2 separate regions of the Zea mays genome follow, and region 2 is linked to region 1. A link is a contact called in public Hi-C data. All regions are on one chromosome and are shown on one strand. The core of a region is the stretch at or near the end of the contact, and the rest is flanking DNA. Distances in the headings are between cores, read along the strand shown.

The links. A called contact is a pair of places that touch in the nucleus more often than the background predicts.
Region 2: a Hi-C map of tassel shows a contact between it and region 1, with 5 times the contacts expected there. The contact joins the promoter of LOC100286366 here to the promoter of LOC109943524 in region 1. A contact is called at or near these places in 12 of 25 Hi-C or Micro-C datasets (ear, leaf and tassel) and 1 of 3 datasets of contacts at active chromatin or transcription factors (leaf).

The regions. Positions count from the first base shown.
Region 1 is chr1:259,434,111-259,436,632 of Zm-B73-REFERENCE-NAM-5.0, forward strand. It overlaps LOC109943524 (WAT1-related protein At5g64700), which reads right to left and starts at 1,260. Exons shown (of 9, transcript XM_020546833.2): 1 at 1,084-1,260; 2 at 866-997.
Region 2 is chr1:259,635,521-259,638,042 of Zm-B73-REFERENCE-NAM-5.0, forward strand. It overlaps LOC100286366 (AGG2), which reads left to right and starts at 1,260. Exons shown (of 4, transcript NM_001159253.1): 1 at 1,260-1,478. The coding sequence starts at 1,377.

The DNA of each region.
Region 1 (2,522 bases), core at 10-2,509:
ACCACGACGCATCAGTATATTATTTAATTATTTTCTAACAAGGCCCATAGGAGTAGGAGGCCACGAGCAGCCCATTCGATGGCCACAAGTAGCCCATTATTTAATTATTTTTTCTCTCACACTTGCTTGCTCTCATGAAATCTCCCGCCCTTCGACTACTTCTGTTCTCGTCTACACTAGAATTTTATTTGTATCAGGAGAAAAAACATGATGAAACCATATATAATGCAAAAAGCAACGATGGAAAAACACATGACATATATATAGTATGCAGTTTTTATTTTTTAAAAAATATAAGAATGAGTTGAAGAATATATTTGGCTTTATTAAAGCGTTCATAATATGTCATATAGTTATACACAAGCCATCTCTACCTCGTAAACAGGATGATGTTATGATTGTATTTCCTAACTGGTAGGTTTATGTGTCTATTTTAGGAGCTAAAGTATGTTTAAAGTGTTGGTTACAATGTCTACCCATTAATCTATTGCTATCTGGTTGATAGAATGGAATTTCCATGCAAAAAATTCATAAATCATATATACTGGAAAAGGATCAAAGCAAAGGTAAAGGGGGGGGGGGGGGGGGGGTTGGGAGATTTAGATTGTATTTACATGACCACTATGAAAAGTCTCTACAGCAGGTTTTGTATAGAACCTGAAAGCAATAAGACTGTAATCCATAATAAAGAAGTACTCAAATTCCCCATAGAATATGAAGGGTTTTTTTGTATAAAAGCTCCTTGCTGTAACAATGTGTATGTTTTTTTACCAACATTGTAACTATTTTGTATTGTTAGTTTTCATCGTTATGTATTCTTTTTATTTATTTAATTCCCGGCTTAACCTGAAACCCAGCTACAAACCTGCGTAGGATGGGGCGCGTTCGAGCTCTTGGAGAAGAAGAAAGACAGGGAGAAGCACAACGCCGAGCTGCCGTTGCGGCTTCCAGCGATGGCGAGCTTGACTCTGGTCAGCCGCAAGAACAAGGAAGCTAACTGCAAAACCAGATTACTTCTCAGGCATAAAGCAAATAAACAAAGCCAATGGAACAAGGCGCGAAGGAAGGAAATCGGAGCTCCACCACTGCCGATGGCGACAACGATGCACAGTCGAAACCCGCGGCGGTGCTGGGCGCTGGAGCACAACCGCCAGCGATGGAGGCAACGATAATATAATGAGGAGAGACCGAGAGGGTCGCGGAGAAAATCACCTAGGTTGGACCGTAGGATTGGAGATCTGGAGCTATCTTGTAGAACAACGAGAACACATAGAGCCTTTTTTCAATTTTTTTGCGAGTGACTTGTATAAGAACTGCAATAGCCTGACTTACACTGGAAGATTCTAGATCACGATGGTCGAACGCACCATATTTCTTTTTCCCTAATTTATGGTTGACGTAGCCGGGTTATTTTGCAATGAAACCTACACGTTTTAGAATATTAATAAGATGTTTACGCTGCACGCCGCCGCAACCACTACCGGAATCGCAGGCTTTGCCGAGTGTTGTATTCTTTACCGAGTGCCTTTTATCGGGCACTCGGCAAAGAAGGCTTTGCCGAGTGCCGCACTCGGTAAAGTTAGGCTCTCGGCAAAGAGCCTCTTTACCGAGTGCTGAACACTCGGCACAGGACGACACTCGGCAAAGACAAGTTTGTCGAGTGTCAAACACTCGGCAAAGAGGCTCTCGGCAAAGGGCCGTCAGAGGCCGTCCCAAAGCTGACGGCCGTCAGTCTTTGCCGAGAGCCAACGGCTGGCACTCGGCAAAGAGGCTTCTTTGTCGAGTGCCACATAGTAGGCACTCGGCAAAGGAGGCTTTGACGAGTGTCATCTCTAGACACTCGGCAAAGTATATTTTTATTTTTTTTATTTTGTCTCCCAAAATTTTTGTGGTATGTTCCTACACTATGTAGACCTACATGTATCATTTGTGGACAATTTTAACAGAGTTTTCAATCGTTAGTAGATTTAGTTCGTTTATTTAAATTTCTTCGGAAAATTTAGATTTGAACTGCAGGTCACTCGAAACTTAGAAAACCGTGCATGCAAAAATGATATTCATGTTACTTAGCATAAGTTACGACCGATTTCAGGAGCGGACCGGAAACTTCGAGCAACATGCTCACTAAACATGGCCGTGAACTTGCCATTCACATGTTTAAAAATTGTATAAAACACAAACAAAGTCAGAAAATCCTGAAACTTGTCCACGTGTCATGATATCATATGTACAGGCTGCGATAAAAAATTTAGAATGTTTGGAGAAATTTGTGAGACACTATGCGTACAAACCTAAGAGATCCACATTGAAACTCTATGATTTCATGTGTAGTTCTCTTAGGTTTCTACACATAGTGTCCCACAACTTTCTCCAAACATTCTAAAATTTTTATCGCAGCCTGTACATATGATATCATGACACGTGGACAAGTTTCAGGATTTTCTGACTTTGTTTGTGTTTTATACAATTTTTAAACATTTGGATGGCAAGTTCACGGCCATATTTAGTGAGCATGTTGCTCG
Region 2 (2,522 bases), core at 10-2,509, 200 kb after region 1:
TCAGTTTAGAAGCTAGCATCGGTGTAACCAGTTACAACGAGCTCCTCCGAACCCCCATATACCATGAACATATCTTTAGTCCTTCTCAATTACTTAAGAATGCCTTTTACCGTTGTTTAGTGATCCTCACTTGGATCAGTCTAGTGCCTACTCATAGCACTTATAGCATATGAAACATCTGGGTGTGTACTTATCATGGCATACATGATTGATCCAATTGCCGAGACGTACGATACCTTACTCATGCGCTCTCGCTCATTAGCTGTTGTAGGACACTGCTTCTTCATAAGGTGTATACGATGTGACATAGGTAAGAACCCTTTCTTGGACTATTCCATGTTGATCTATTTTAATACCTTGTCAATGTATGTATCTTGACTTAATCCTATAAGCCACTTCGACCTATCTCTATAGATCCTTATGCCCAAAATATATGTTGTTTTCTCTAAATCTTTCATATAAAAACTCTTTTTCAGTGAAACATTGATGGACTCCAGCATAGGAATATCGTTCCCAATCAATAATATGTCATCCACATACAAGATCAGAAATACAGCAGCGCTCCCACTTTCGTTCTTTTAAACACAAGCTTCTTCATTCTGATGAAAACCAAACCCTTTAACCACTTCATCAAAATGAATGTTCCAACTCCGAAATGCTTGCTTCAACCCATAAATAGATTTCTGAAGTTTGCATATCTTTCCAGCATTGATCGGATCGACAAAACCCTCGGGTTGTATCATATACACATCCTTATCTAGTTTTCCATTAAGAAAAGTTGTTTTGACATTCATTTGTCAAATCTCATAATCTGTCAAATCTCATAATCGAAATATACGACAATAGCTAGTAAAGAACGATTTAATTAGTACTTTATATTATTTTAAAAAATGAAAACTGGAAAAGGAAAAGAATTGGAGGAAGAAACGGACAGGATAACCGAGTGGGAGAGTGGGAGTTGGTCACTTGGTCTAGTACTCTAGTACAGTTGTTAGAATAAACCCTCCACTGTCAGAGCCCAAACCTCTCACGTTAACCAAAAAAAAGGGAAATTTGGATTCATACCATTAAAAGATCACCACTTTGAATCCATACCATTACTATCTCACTTACATGTGGGTCCACATGAGTCAATGACATGTGAGGTCCATGGTATATATCTAAAGTTTGGATCTTTTAATGGTATAGATCCAATTGTTCAAAAAAAAAAAAAAGGCAGAACCTTTCTGGTCTGGCCACCCGCATTCCGTGACAGTTCCTCGTCTTCTTCCTCTCCGCCTGCTCGCTTCCCCAACCCACTCACGCTTCCGCTGTGCCTGCCAGTTACCTTGCGCCTCACTGGATCGCACCAACCCTCTCCCGCTCATCGGACGGCGATGCAGGTCGGGGACGGCGGTGGGGACTCGGCGGACTTGCGGGGCCGCCACCGGATCCAGGCCGAGCTCAAGAAGCTCGAGCAGGAGGCGCGCTTCCTCGAGGTGTGTGCCCCTGTCTCCCCTCCCCCCATGAACTCGCTTCCTGCCTCGTCGATTCCATAGCGTTAGTGCGTACTATGCTGGCTTGGCTGTGTTCCAAAAAGAATTGATCATCGCAAAAAGGAAAACTCCTTTTCAGAGGACTTCTTGGTGGTATGATCTCCTGAAATGCAGGGGTAGGGAGTATCCATCCCACCGAATTCGGCCAAGCATGCTGCTTTCTAGCCCAATGGTCAAAGTATGCAGAACAGTCTAGAACAATCCGTGGCATAATTTCCGAGATTCATATTCTCCCTCTTATGATCCATGAGGAAATAATGGCCATGGGAAGTTAGGGACATCTTTTCTTGCTATGGTTTCCCAAGACCCGCGTTTTCCTGCGTTCCTTCCTCGTGGAGGTGCAGGTGGGTCTGGGTTGGGAGAAGCAGCCATGTGCATGTGCAAGTGCAAGCTCCATGTGCTCTTTGTTTCCTGCCTTGTCCTGCTGCAACAATGTGCTTGTTGCGAATATTCATTTTTCCGTTCCGTTGTGTGGGCCTTTTTTCTGATGGGGACAAACGCGGAGTAGCTCTTTCTGTCCGACTAGTTGGAGTTTTATGCCTTGATAGATATATTGCAGTCTGTAGTCGAAAACCCTACTGATTCTTCTGCACCAAATGATTGGGGACAGTGTACTGAAGACTGAAACCTCTGATGAGGCGTGGTGATGCTCCTTTCTGGGTGGGTGGGTGGGGGGACCTGTGGCCATGGGAACCTGTTTTCTAGTTTCTGAGATGCAGCGTCTGTACTTTAAATATATGTACTTATTTGTGGGACAGCACATAGCAGTGTTGGTTAAAACCATTTATAAAGCAGAACATATTTCTTTTCTAATAAGTATACTTGAGCAGCAAGATCAGCGAAAGTGATTTTATTAAGGACATAGAGCCTGCTACCATTTATATATGCATTATCTATTTATCTTTGACATTCTGAAGCTGGAGCCATGAAGCTAAGCAGCTAATAATAACTGACAAGCTCGTATGTTGGCTCAGCAATGTCTTATGG